Regions from separate parts of the Sus scrofa genome. Here regions 1 and 2 are each linked to region 3. Evidence: chromatin contacts called from public HiChIP or PLAC-seq data. All regions are on one chromosome and are shown on one strand. Each heading gives the region's core, a stretch centred on a gene start, on an enhancer-like site or on the middle of the called end of the contact. The rest is flanking DNA. Distances are from core to core; before and after follow the strand shown.

Region 1 (4,600 bases), core at 872-3,371, 400 kb after region 3:
TAGGGGGATGTTGTGGCTGGTTTGGTCTTTTATTCAGACCACTAAAACTTTCTCCATATCAGCAATAATGATGTTTTGCTTTCTTATCATTCATATGTTTGCTGGAGTAGCACTTTTAATTTCCATTAAGAACTTTACATTCATATCTTGGCTAGGTTGTATATGCGGCTTAGCTTTTGGACTATCCTGGCTTTCAACATGACTTCCTCACTAAGCTTAGTCATTTCTAACTTTTGATATAAAATGAGGAATATATGACTCTTCCTTTCACTTGGACACTTTAGGCCATTGTAGAGTTATTAATTGACCTGATTTTAGTATTGTGATGTTTCAGGGAATAGAGAGGCCTGAGGAGAGGGAAAAATACAGGAAATTAGCTGCTCAATAGAGCAGTCAGAACACACACAACATTTATTGATTAGGTTCCCCATCTTATAATGGGCTTGGTTTGTGATATGCCAACAAATTTCAGTAATAACATTGAAGATCACTAGTCACATGACACCATAAGAAATATAACAGAAATGAAAAAGTTTGAAATATTTTGAGAATTACAAAACTGTGACACAGAGACATAAAGTGAGCAAATGCTTTGGAAAAAATGGCACCAAGAGACTCGCTAGATGCAGGGTTACCGCAGACCTTTAATTTGTTAAAAAAAAAAAAAAAAGGCATTATCTATGAAGCACAGTAAAGCAAAGCTCAGTAAAACGAGCTATGCCTGTATGTATTTAATTACAATTAAAATGAATACAACACACTAACTAGTGGCTCCAAAGAATCTACCTATAACCTGCTAAAGGCCCAGAGAGCTAGAGTAGGTAACTAAAAAGACAAATTAATAAATTTGTCTTTAATATATTTATAATTTATTTAATAAATTTGTCTTTAATAATTAAAAACAAATTAATAAAGCTCAGTGCTTTATTTTATTTTACTTTTTTAGGCCGCACCTGTGGCATATGGAGGTTCCCAGGCTAGGGGTCTAATTGGAGCTGTAGCCACTGGCCTACACCACAGCCACAGCAACTCAGGATCTGAGACTCATCTGCGACCTACACCACAGCTCACGGCAATGCTGGATCCTTAACCTACTGAGCAAGGCCAGGGATCGAACCTGCGTCCTCATGGATCCTAGTCAGATTCCTTTCCACTGAGCCACAATAGGAACTCTGTCAGTGCCTTATTTTAAAATCAACCTTTGAGCTGCTATATGTAAATATTACAAGAAAATAGGTAAGTCAAATGATGCTAAAAAGCTTATCACAAGAAACAGTATTCCTTTGTTCTCCTACTACCCCTTCCTCTGACTTTGTTGTGCTCCCCATTTTCCCCAGGTAAAAACAAACAAAGGGAGTTCCCGTCGTGGCACAGGGGCTAATGAATCCGACTAGGAACCATGAGGTTGCGGGTTCGGTCCCTGCCCTTGCTCAGTGGGTTAACGATCCGGCGTTGCTGTGAGCTGTGTGTAGATTGCAGACGTGGCTCGGAGCCCGCGTTGCTGTGGCTCTGGCGTAGGCCGGTGGCTACAGCTCCGATTCGACCCCTAGCCTGGGAACCTCCATATGCCGCGGGAGCGGCCCAAGAAATGGCAAAAAGACAAAAACAAAACGAAACAAACAAACAAACACCCCAAATTATTGCAGACGTTGTTTCTGTGATTTATTTTCTCATTGGTGAATAAGATGTCAATAGTGCTTTCTGTCAGCTTGTCGATTTTTGACATTACCTATTTTCCCTCATAATGACAGATGAAGATTTAAATTACTTATACTCCTTTTCCTTTCCTTATTTCTCAAGAAAATTACATCTCAATTTTTAATTCCTATTCTGTCTTTTCAGTTTTGAAATAAAGTTCACTGCTAAGTCGGGTAGAACACTATAATTACAGTTTCCATTCTTTTACAACTGGAGTTAATGGTTAACTTTTCTTTTTACTTAGTATTGAGAACACTGTCTTCCCAACCTGTGTAAGAAACTCTGTAAAATACCTCTTTATGCAGTTTCCCCCAAGATCGAATCCGTCAGAATACATTCTGGTATTTCCTTGGAGCTATCATTTCTGCATATAGATACCCTCAGAACCTTGACTTCCTGCTCTGGTCTGTTTGGTGGCTTTCTTGGTCTGTTGCCCGGCTGTGGTCCTAGCACTTCCCCAGCTGTCATCCTGGGAATTCCCTTTACCTCTCTCTTGTTTCCTGATTTCCATTCTTCCTCTTTCTTGGTTTACTTCCTTGTTTAGTGAAACATGTTTTCTGTTGGCTTCCTGAGAAAACATGTATGAGAGACTTTGTATGTCTCAAATGCCTTTATGTTACCCTTGTACTTACTTAATTGATAGTTTGGCTAGATGTAAACCTTTTTACAAAATTTAAAAAAATTATTTTGATGAAACTTTTTACATCTGTATCAAAGTTTTTAAGGCGTTATTCCCTTGTCTTTTGGTTTTCTTTTTTTTTTTTTCCTTAAAATTTTATTCCTAGTCCTTTGTATGACCAATTTCTTTTTTTCCTCTTTGGAACCTTTCAGAATCTTCTCTTTATCTTTACTTTTCTGAAGTTTCCCAATAAAACTTGATGTAGGCTTTTTTTCATTTATTGTGTTGGGTGCTTAACAGCTTTTTAAATCTGGAGACTCATGTTTTTAACCTCCTTCCTATTTTATAATTTGTTTCTCACCTTCTCCTCCTCTGGGCCTCATATTCCTGAGTCTGGAACATTTTTGGTTAAGTTTCTCCAGGAAACAATTCTCGGGTATCTTGAAAAGGTGGAGAAAGGTTACTGGACTTTGTGGAGTTGGGGACTCTAGGGTTTGATTGTTCTCCTAAGTAAAAAACCAAATATAAAACCCAACCAAAAAAAAAAAAAAAACTAGCCGTGAAATAATCCTACTATAGGCCCCTGCCTTACTACTACTTCTGATAGTATTACCACTTGCTGAATATTAACTTTAAATTCTTTAGTCTTTTGAGAATTTACCAGCCAAATTATCTTGCTTTTCACTTTCTCACTACCTTTCCTGTGGACACAGAGTCCCATTTCTGTCAAGCACACTTTTTCTGTTGGATCATTTACTGTTAAGTCTCGTGTTCTAGTCCTCATTCACTATGGTTTGGACTTTATGGATTCAATTCTTATGGTTTCATTGATGTTAGAGTTTCTATTTATGTTTCTTATTCTTGTTTGATAGTGAATTTTAAAGGAGAAAACATTCATTAAAAAATCTTTAAAATGTAATCTTGGATTCAGGAAGATTTGTTTAACCATTTTAATGGTCCAGCAATGAAATGAACTATCTTCCAAAATAAGAAGCTTCAGTTTTGTAAATACCCAATACAGCCTAGTTGTTCTTTCTTTTAATGACACTGAGAAAGAAATTTCTGCATGGTGGGGGCAGAGGGGGAGGATTAGATTAAATGCCTCACTGAAGAGCTCTTTCAAATATAAGAATTTATGAATTATATTATTTTTCTACCATAGGCTTAGGGAAAGCAGAAATCATACAATAATTAAGGTTATAAGCCTGAAAATCAGGCAGCTTCCATATGAATTCCAGTTCTGACTTTTACTTAGGCTTTATTTTAATTTCTTCAGCTTCAATTGCCTACTCTGCAAAATGGGACTACCTATTTTATATGATCGATTTGAGACTAACACAGTAAATATGATCTATATAATGACACTAATCTTAACTAATTCCAATAATGATATGTTAAAGTCAAGCCTATGAAATGGGAATTAATATTTTCTACACTAATAACATTTTGAAATTATTACTATTTAGAACCAAGTTTAAATGTGAGAATCTGTTGTATGATCTCTTGGTCATGGTATGTATACACTTGACCTGGGTTAGATTTGGCTTGGGGTAAGGAGCACGTCTTTGTACACTCTGTTCTTACTCAGCAGGCATCAGCTTTGTGTTTTTAGAATAGGGGAAAGTGTGGGCTTGTGGTCAAGCAAAGATTATTTTCAATTAGTCTAAATGCAAAAACCATGTAGCGAGTTACAACATTTGATTCAGGTGGTGCTACCTCTTTATTTTGTATGAGTTGTGTATAGTTGGTCTCTAGAAGTGAAATGTGTGACTCACATGCTATGAAAAGAAATTAGTTTTATTACTTTTAAGCAAGAATTAATTAAACAAGGGTTGTCTCTAGTAAAGGGCAATGTGAACTAGCTTTCATGACTAAAATGAATCATTTGAAATTTGCATAAATATTGGGTGCTACACTTGGAAAGAAGAGCTCCTTTTCTTAAGCGGCCTCATTTAATTACACTTAAATATTTTTTCATGATAACAATGTAATCATGAATTTCTTCTTATAACCAGTGCAGATAAATTTTAGGGCAAGCTCCTCTGCACAGGTTTTCTGATTAATCTCAAAAAGATTTTTCTGCATGCATTCTACAAGGGAGATTTGGCTCATATCAATATTTTGCTCAAGGTCAGAATGAAGTCTGTCATATTACAGTAATATTAGATTCATCTTTGAAAAATCCCTCCCTACTGCATTGCTGAGTGTTATAGAGATCCAGGAGCATTGCCTTGTTCACACAGAATGTGTCCACTGAGAGTAGAGCTGAATTTTAATGGCTAC
Region 2 (4,844 bases), core at 2,120-4,619, 310 kb after region 3:
TGCATCAAATTTCTTAACCATTGGAATATGGTATTGAAAAAAAAAAAAAAAACGGACAAAACTAGACATGAGTTGGTTGGTAAATCAAAAAAGTTATTTTAAAAAAAATGGATTCCTACAACTGGCACAGAGATAGACAAGCTGATCAATGGAAGGATAGAGCCCAGAAGTAAACCACACTTAACATGCATGATTAGTTTTTGACAAAGGTGTAAAAAGAATTCAGTGAAGAGAGGATAATATAACGAATGGAGCTGGACATTTTGATAATCATATGTGAAAAATAAAAGAGCCAACCAAACCTGGATCTATACTCATACCTTATTCAAAAAATCAATTGCAGACTGTTACCTTTGGAATGGATTAGCAATGAGATCCTACTGTGTAGCACTGGGAACTATGTCTGGTCACTTATGGTGGAGCATGATAATGTGAGAAAAAAGAATGTATACATGTACGTGTGGGTCACCATGCTGTACAGTAGAAAATTGACAGAACACTGCAAACCAACTATAATGGAACAAAATAAAAATCATTACATAAAAAAAAGAAAACAAAGTGGATCATAGCTATAAATGTAAAATCTAAAAATGGACAAATTGGATTTTATTAAAATTAAGAACTCTGCAAAAGACATTGTTAAGCAAATGAAAAGATAAGCTTTCAAAGACTAGAAGAAAAGGACTTGTATCCAGAAAATTATGAAGAACTCGTAAATGTAGTAAGGAAACAAATGATCCACTTTTAAAAAGTGCAAAATACTTGAACACTTCGCCAAAAAAAATAAAATAAAAACGACAAACAAGATAACATTATTAGTCATTAGGGAAATGAAAGCTAAAACCACAATGAAATACCACTATACACACGTTGGAATGAATTAAAAAAAAAAAAGGACTGAGAATACCAATTGCTGGCAAAGATGTGAGGAAACACTCATGTTGCTGATGGGAAACAGTTTGGCACTTTCTTAAAAAGTTAAACATATGCCTGTTCTGTGTTCCAGCCGTTCCACTTCTATGTGCTTGCCTGAAAGAAATGAAAGCCTTTCCACACGAAGACTTGTTTATGAATGCTTATGGCAGCTTTATTTGTAATAGCTCCAAATGTAAACAACACAACTGTCCATCAACAGCAGGAAGGATGAACAAAATGTGGGATATATATATGATAGAATACTACACAGCCATAAAAAGGAACCAACTATTGATACATGCAGTGTGGATGAGCATCAAAATAATTATAATAAAAAGAAAGAAGGTGGGACAGGAGTACATACTATATGATTCCATTTATGTGAAACTTTAGAAAATGCAAATGAACCTAATTAACAGATCAATTGCCTGGGGATGGGTGAAGGAATATTAATTGGGGGAGGAGAAAAAAATGATTACAAAGGGGCATGAGGAAACTTTTTGGGATGACAGATATGTTCATAATCTGGATTATGATGATGGTTTCACATATATGCCAAAATTTACTATACAATTTAAATATGTGTAGTTTATTATGTTAATTATATGTCCATAAAGCTGAAAAATCCCCATCCCATGACTTACATACCATAAACGTTTTATTTACATTTAAATAAGGAATATGCATTAATTGAACAGATTTGGTTCCTTTCTTTTTGTGTGTGATTTCTGCAGTTGTAGGACCATGCTGCCTTTTTTGCAAATTCTCCTTTTGTGATGCATTCTCTATGAGAAACAATACAAGTATACCATCTTGCTAGACTTCAGGGGTTTGTCCCCTAATCTTTCACTGTATTATCTCTTATGTTTAACTCAGCAGTGTTTTGTGTGTATATTTTGTCCTATCATTCCAAAGCATCCTACTTACTGGAATAGTATTTTCTTTATGTAATTATTTGTCATTGGTTTATGTACTAGTTTTATTAAATTACCTAATGGCATTGCCAAGTATAAGGTAAAAACAAGTTTGAGAACAAAAAGGACAAACTTTTGGTAAGCACACAGCTTTGCTGGGGGAAATTGTATGTGCCCTGCCTTACAGAAGCTACAGCCATTAGCATCCATAGTACTGAGGTCATTCATTGCAAAATTTTCTTTGGCTACAACCGTGCATGTGGAAGTTCCCATGCCAGGGATTGAAACCATGGTACAGTTACACCTGTGCCACAGCTGCAGGAGTGCCAGATCCTTAACCCACTTCACCACACAGGAATTTCCCATCAGAGTGAAGTTTTACAAGATGAATTCAGAGTCAGTGCATTTGCTGGATTGGCTTAGGAAAGGCTGTTTTAGGAAGATTCTACTGCTCAAGCTTGCAAATACTGACTTTCCTCAGCTGCAAAAATTAAGTCTCTGCCTGAGGGGAGGGATACTATTAGGGTTTAAGAGAAGAAATGCAAAGTGCTTAGTACAAAAAAGTGTTTTAACACTTACCATGGCATGCAGTAAATGTTCAAAATGTACCTTATGATCACCTATGTTATTTCGGAAATCACTCTTAGACTATTAGGGCAGGAAAGACCTTAGAGATTGACTCAACCCATTTATTTTACAGATGAAAATGGCTCAACAACACACAGCAAGTAGGACTGAAGGTCATGCACATCACCAAGTTGGTAATGCTAAGGATGCTTCCCAGGAGACTTCTTCCTAAGAGGGTCCTGAAAATCTGGAGAGTTCTCTAAAACCAGGGGAGGAATTGCAGACCTTATGTCAGACTCATGAAAGAGCTGCTTTTGAGAGAAGTCTTACTTGTTCAGAGGCTGATGATCTTCAATAGCTCTGTACATTAAAAAAAAAAAAAAAGTTTGCTGAATTCTGCTTTTGAAGTGTCGGTACTCCTTCATACAGCTGAGATCAGTGGGTGTGTGAAGCGAGGTCAAACCTGGCATCAGGCAGTGAGGTAAGAAGTGGGTGAGAAGGTTGTGGGACTAATAAACAGATGAAATCTGATTTAGGAAGTGGGTTGGAAATTTTGTGAAATTCATATTGTTGTTGTTTTCCCACTAGTGGTTAGCTTCAAAATGTGATCTATGGTTTGGGGGGTTGAGAAATGATCCATTTCTTTCTGTTCATGGTGAACACAAACAGTAGCCAGTTTGTGTTATAGTGATTGTATTTTACTTCTGAAGCATGCCCACGAAGGCTGCCATCCATGCTACTGAGCACCACTTGCAAATGATAACACTTGGGATGTGATAGAATCAGACCATGGTCACTCCGTGTTGGCCAGGACAATGCCCTTCAGTGTTGATGTTTGCTTATCCTGGTCCAATCCAGACTGAGGGATCAAGGTTGTGAGATGCACCTCCTGAAAAGCTGCATGATCCTTCACCCCTGATGATCACCAGAACTTGCTCAGCTAGCCAGGGCCAATGCCCCCGTCTCGGAGGCAGGAAGTCTGGGTTGGAATTGCGCCTTACACACTCTGACACATCATTTAACCTTTCAGATCATGCTTTTGTAACAGCAGGAAAACACAAATAGCAACTTTTCCCTCTGAGATTTAATAGCTTCATCATTTTCTAAACTCTTTAATGAGAAACAGACACAAGAGGTTATTAAAGTGAGCACATCAGTGATGATTCCATTTGTTTCTACCTAGAAAAAAAATAGCACATATCCCAGATGCCTGTACTTTTCATGTTAAACAGCTATGACTATCTGAAACTAGCCTTTCACACATCATGTTTGACATGTTAAATGCTAGTCAATTTGCATTTACTGAGCATGTATTACGTGCAGTAGTAGGATCCAGAAGAAGTCCTGATTATTTGTTCAGAGGATGAGCACTTCAACAGCTATGAACATCTTTTTAAAATGGCTGAATTCTACTTTTTGAAGTGGTGGCATTCTGTGAGAGGCGACGAGACTCCTTGGGGTATATACACCTAAAATACTTCATGGTGAAATACTTCAGGCTGAGAATTGCTGTGTTCATCAGTGACCTACCCTTAAACTGAAATGAAATTGTAAATGTAGATCTTTTTTAAACTAATGAATTGAAGTTCTAAAAAAGCACTTATAAGTTTTGTGTTTTTCAATTAAGAAGAATTTTATTAAAATGAAAACATTCTGAAAGGGAAATTTCACTCCTGGCATGTCTCTCATTTATATCTTTGTCAGGTTTATTAATGCATATGTAGCACTTTGTGTGCAGGGAAGCAAGAAATTTTTGAAGAATTGTGTTGGCATCACAATCATTTTCCAGATGTCTTTAATCTGGTGTTGATGTACGTGGGATATTGGCTGTGGTTCTTATTATATATTGGCTGTGGTTCTTATTATTTTGAAGTTGGGGATTTTAACATTAAGCATTTATAAGATGTTCAGTGTAAGAAGTACTAAGGTTTTATTATAGCTTTCAGGGTAAAAACATTACAAAGAAGGTGACAGGCATATTCTATTTCTGTTAGTAAAAACTTCATGATTTCTCTTAAAGCTGATGTGCATATTTGGATTTGAATCAGTTTAAACTTTTAAGAAAATATCTCTAGCAAATGTCTAAGCTATGAAGAAAGTGTATTTAAAATCGCTACATTCTAAAATTCCAAACATGATTTTATCTAAGAAGAATAATGTTTAAGATAGTCAGGTTGAAGTTTTCTCTTTTAGAACTGCCTCTGTTTTACGACTGGAGCGAGTACTTTGGCACTTTTAGTTTTCTTGATTTACATATAATATTAATTAACAAGATACTAATGATGAGTGTAAAGATTTCAAAATTTATAATTAAACCCAAAAGAAAGTAAATCAGAAAGGTCTTGAATGATCTGCCTGTGGAGATGTGCTCATTTTTGAAAGCATAATACAGCCTCTGCAGCTGTTGAGGGGTGCGGGAACTGAGAGGGCAGAGCCAAATGAAAACAG
Region 3 (4,953 bases), core at 2,026-4,525:
TTAAGACATATTTAAGATTTTTCTGTCCTAATAATAATTCCATATTGTTAAGATTTTAGAAGATTTCTTAAATATAGTTTTATGATATTTAAGACATTTTTCAAAGGTTCACCTTCTTACATCTTCCCTCTGGCAAGTTCTCCCTCAACTTAAATGTCACCTCCCCAGGAAGCCTTTCCTGCTCTTTTTTTTTTCACCCCCATAATTTTCCCAAACCATTCTCATGGCATTTCCTCCAAAGTATTATGCCTCTATGCCCGCATGTCTGACGATTTCCAGGGGTGTTGTTCCCCCGCCCCTTGACTAGGCTGACCTTTCCTGTGACTCCTTAAAGGAAACTGGGCTGTTTGTGTCTGTCACACTTGGAGAAACCTCTGAGAAGTCTGGCTCAGTCTCCTAGTCACACTGGTGGGACCGGTTTCAAATTGCTTCTGTTCAGAGGCAGGTAATGCCTCCTACAAAAAAGGCCTTTCATTCTGGGGCCGGAGCTGTTCAAACCTGTAGCTTTTCGTGGTGGGTGGGGCAGCATTCATGACTCATGTAACCGCATTCCCAAGAGATGGAGTGTGTGTGTGTGTGTGTGTGTGTGTGTGTGTGTGTAGAAGGTGAGGGAGATCATGACCAGTCAAGGGTTAGCTCTGGTCACTCATCTCCATCAGTCACCTGGAAATGGGGTTGGAAGGCAGAAAAATGTACCAACCAATATACATTTAAAAGCGAACACCCCTGTTCTCGTTTCAGTCCACCCACCCAGTCTTCCCAAGCAGCCCTGGGGCGACTCAGTTGTAATCAGTGAGGAAATCTGGCGCACACATTTTTCACTGACAACATCCTTCTAGACTGAGTTTAATGCGGAGCAGCTACATCACGCTAAGTTTGAAAGGAGGATATTTCTGTGTGGAGGTGGTGGACAGGAGGGGCCATATTCCGGGACACAGTGTTTTCTAGATAACCAAGACAGGCCTAGAAAGATGGGTCAGCCTGACTCTTCCCTCCCCTCAGCCCATATTCTAGACATCTTTCGGTCCTTTCACATAGATCAGATGGCTGTGGGCAACCACATGAAATCCTAGCATTTGTTGTTGGCAGGGGTGGGGGATGTAGGGCGTGGATGAGGCTCAGAAAGAAAATCTTTGAGTTTAAATGGAAAGAAGAGGAGTTCCTGTTGTGGCTCAGTGGTAAAGAACCTGACTAGTATCCATGAGGACGTAGGTTCAATCCCTGGCCTCGCTCAGTGGGTTAAGGATTCGGTGTTGTGAGCTGTGGTGTAGGTTACAGACATGGCTCGGATCTGGTGTTGCTGTGGCTGTAGTGTAGGCTGGCAGCTACAGCTCCTGATTCAACCCCTAGCCTGGGAACTCCATATGCCGCAGTCCAATAAATAAATAAATAAATGGAAAGGAGAAACTAAACCCCAAAGCTGTGTTACTGGGTGGGGGTGGGGCCAGGGGGAGAGCGGGTGGTGGGAAGGTCATTGGCTTACATTAGGCAAAGCCCCTGCACTTGAGGTTCTCAGTTCCCATTTTGTAAGTGATGCCACTCTCCCTTTGTAATGTTTCACTTCTCTTTAGAGCACGTAGCTCCACCTGCCATTATGCTATATGCGGTCACGCTTAGTTTTTTACTGTCTGCCTGGTTCACTCCAAGGGGGCTACTTGAGGGCAGGGATTTTTCTGGTAAATTTTTCTGTTCTGAGCACTTACAGCAATACCAGGTACACTGTAGCCATTCGGTAAGTGCCTGCTGATTGTATGAAGATGTATGAAATGCTCCTACTTACAATGATAACTAAAGGATAATCAAAAAAATTCCTTTGGTAGCTCTCTAGGAGGAAGGTACTTTTCCAGATGTTACGAGTTTTAGAATACAGGATATTACTAATACTTGGCTTCATTCAAAACTTTTCATTAATTTAAGACTTCTATAAAGCAATTCCAAAAGGAATTATGCATAGTAATAATACCCAAGGGGTGCCATGTGGCATACCTCCAGGGGGTGCTATTTTGCACTGTCATCTGTGTGACTGGCACCTCTTAAGGTTGTTTCATTCACAACTTCCCAAATGTAGCAGCCCCGGTGATACACTACCAGCCATTTACAGAGGACGTGATGTTCACCTCCAGATCTACCAGGTCGTCTTTTTTTACCCTCTTGTGGGAAGAGGCGAATCCACAGATAATTCATTGGAAAATGGAGACAAGATTTTAAGAGACCATTGTTTCTATTCTGTATTTAAAAATCTCTTTAGGAAATTTCTAGGAGGGTTGATGGCAGAAGAAGAATGGACGTGGCTTCCCGTGAGGCCTAAACAGGCTCGAGCATCTTAGAAACAGGAGGAGGATGCTCTTACACAGTAGGTGCTCAGTGAATGTCTGTCACCTTCCCTCCTGCCATCTCTATATATTCTTTTGATGTCATCATCAGAAGGCTTTCAAGTGCAAATTACAGAAATGGAAACCAAATCAGCCTAAAACAAAAAGCGAATTTATTGACTTAAGATTTGTCCAGCTTTAGGCTGGGCTAGATCCTCAGATTCAAACAATGTTACCAGAGCTTGCCCTCTCTCTCCTTTCTCTCAGCGCTGCTTCCTATATGTGTTGCATCAAGCTAAAAAGGTAAGCGCAAGACCCTTATGAGGAAATTGGAAATTTGTATTAAAGGATAGCAGGGAAAAAAAAAAAAACCCTGGATAAGTAGATGTGCTATGTTTAAAGATGCCAGTTCTCTCCAAGTTAATCTTTAGCATTGAATTATTCAGTTCCAGTACAGATCTCTACATAGGATTTTCTTATGGATTTTGAAAAATGAATACTAAAGCTAATGTGGAAGAGAAAATGGACTACAATGGCTGCGAAAAATTTAAAGAGAAGAGATAGTAAGAGTTGCACCACCAGATATTAAAACCAGTTTCATCCATTTAAGAAATACCCTTGAATAGTATCACAAGGGTAAAGGGAGCAATAACTGAGATAAGTGCTTCATCTGAAGGAAAGAGAAAGGGCAGACGTCAGTAAGGTTGGGTAGATCAGAAGCTTGGGTAGCGGGAGATCCTTCCTCTTCTTGTGTTAGTTCCTGTTTAGTGGCCCAGACACTGACCATCACCCGCCTGCCCACGCCATTCCTTACTTCCTCTTCATCTTCCTGACAAAGTCCTTTTCTCCCCCGGTATCATGTGCTTCAGGGGTGGCTGGTCACCCTGTCCCCCCAAGAGTGAGTCAGAGTTGGCCAGAATCATGGTCATTCCATCAGGTTTAGGAAAGGGCGTGGGGATATGAATTCTGCCCAAGGGAACACAAGAGAGTGGCTGCTAGGGTTTCTAGGAGAGTTTTCATCCTCCTCAAAGGGACTTAAAAAGGAACTTGAGGAAAGTTCTGCCTTATTGCCCATGATCTCTACTCAGAGAGGCAGTCATCTGGGAACCACCCCAGGGGGCAAGCTTGAAGACCAAAGCAACCTACTGAGCAGACAAAGGGGGAAGAGAGAAAATCCTTGGCCTTCGCTGACACTGAGTTCTTAAATTCACTAACCCTGAAGCTGCCCTGGTTTTCCTTATTTAAGAAAAGTGAGGAGTTCCCATCGTGGTGCAGTGGTTAACAAATCCGATTAGGAACCATGAGGTTGCGGGTTCGATCCCTGGCCTTGCTCGGTGGGTTAAGGATCCAGCGTTGCTGTGAGCTGTGGTGTAGGTCGCAGACGCAGCTCGGATGCCGTGTTACTGTGGCTCTGGTGTAGGCCGGTGTCTACAACTCAGATTAGACCCCTAGCCTGGGAACTTCCCTATGCTGCGGGAGTGACCCCAGAAAAGGCAAAAAAGAAAAAGAAAAAAGACAAGGAAGAAAAAGAGGTTTTAAGATGGTCCATAATAGTTTATTTATCTAATTGTCACTTCTCTGGTCATATCAGCTCTCCAGAATCTAGCTGAGAACCAGGTAGATTTGGAAAAACACAAAGCGTTTAGCAGTCAAACTGATGTCTTTACACATAGGAGAGAAACTTTCAGGCCCTCCTACAGAGTCTGAGTATTTAATTAATTCAGGGCTTCAAATAGGGCTATACACTGTCCTAAGGACACCATACATGTATTCAACACTTTGTACTTGACTTTTGCATCAGCATCAGGATCTGCTAGGCTGCCTCTTCTACCAATGAGAAGTCAAGTTCACCAGTGTTAAGAAGGGTGAGCCCATCAGAGACACTTGAAGTTTGTAAAAACACAAACCATGAATCTCACCCAAGACATTTTGGCTCAACACACCATGGGGAATGTGAGAAGCTGTTTTTACTAAGTTCCCAAGGTGATTTGGTACACAGCCAAGGGCAAGGAACAAGTCCTAGGTGACCCAAAAGCCCCAAGGCTTTTTCCACCACTCATCTACTCCTTCTTAGAGACAGGAACACAGACCATAAGAGTGTCCTGTGCCTTCTACTCTCTCTCTCTCTTTTTTTCCTTTTTAGTGCCACACCTGCAACATATGGAAGCTTCCAGGATAGGGGTCAAATCAGAGCTGCAGCTTCTGGCCTGCACCACAGCCACAGCAATGCCAGATCCAAACCACATCTGCAGCCTGTACCACAGCTGGCAGTAACACCGGATCCTTAGCCACTGAGTGGGGCCATGGATTGAACCCACATCCTCATACTAGGTGGGTTCTTAACCCACGGAGCCACAACAGGAAGTCCCTTCTATTCTCAATTAACAAAACAAAGTTGTTTGTTCAGGTGCTACAGGTTTTTCATCTTTCACTTGTGATACTTCTTAATGGTTTTAGAATGTGTCATTGTAGGTAACCTGAAACTTGACACAAATAATAAAGGAAATATTTTATTCTCATATAATCTGGAAAAATCCAGAGCAGCTGAAGCTCCATCCAGAGGTCCAATAGTAAAACCAACTTGTTTCTTTCCTCCCCTTGGCTTCACCTTCAGCCAACATGGCTTCATTATTATGGTTCC

The links. HiChIP or PLAC-seq counts read pairs in DNA pulled down with a chosen protein or histone mark.
Region 1: a contact with region 3 is called in an H3K27ac HiChIP or PLAC-seq map of alveolar macrophages. The contact joins two enhancer-like sites. A contact is called at or near these places in 1 of 5 promoter capture datasets (fetal liver) and 1 of 2 datasets of contacts at active chromatin or transcription factors (alveolar macrophages).
Region 2: an H3K27ac HiChIP or PLAC-seq map of alveolar macrophages shows a contact between it and region 3. The contact joins two enhancer-like sites. A contact is called at or near these places in 1 of 47 Hi-C or Micro-C datasets (liver) and 1 of 2 datasets of contacts at active chromatin or transcription factors (alveolar macrophages).

What each region holds. Positions count from the first base shown.
Region 1 is chr1:25,220,257-25,224,856 of Sscrofa11.1, reverse strand. No RefSeq gene overlaps it. Among named protein-coding and RNA genes, the nearest start is that of TXLNB, 6.0 kb to the left of the region's middle. Within about 2 kb of position 2,121, at least 6 of the 83 cell types and tissues checked have an H3K27ac peak or open chromatin away from gene starts, as enhancers often do. A contact at or near this core is called in alveolar macrophages, where this site is marked.
Region 2 is chr1:25,308,351-25,313,194 of Sscrofa11.1, reverse strand. No RefSeq gene overlaps it. Among named protein-coding and RNA genes, the nearest start is that of HECA, 53 kb to the left of the region's middle. Within about 2 kb of position 3,369, at least 2 of the 83 cell types and tissues checked have an H3K27ac peak or open chromatin away from gene starts, as enhancers often do. A contact at or near this core is called in alveolar macrophages, where this site is marked.
Region 3 is chr1:25,621,328-25,626,280 of Sscrofa11.1, reverse strand. All of the region lies in intron 3 of ECT2L (epithelial cell-transforming sequence 2 oncogene-like), which reads left to right. Among named protein-coding and RNA genes, the nearest start is that of ECT2L, 20 kb to the left of the region's middle. Within about 2 kb of position 3,275, at least 10 of the 83 cell types and tissues checked have an H3K27ac peak or open chromatin away from gene starts, as enhancers often do. A contact at or near this core is called in alveolar macrophages, where this site is marked.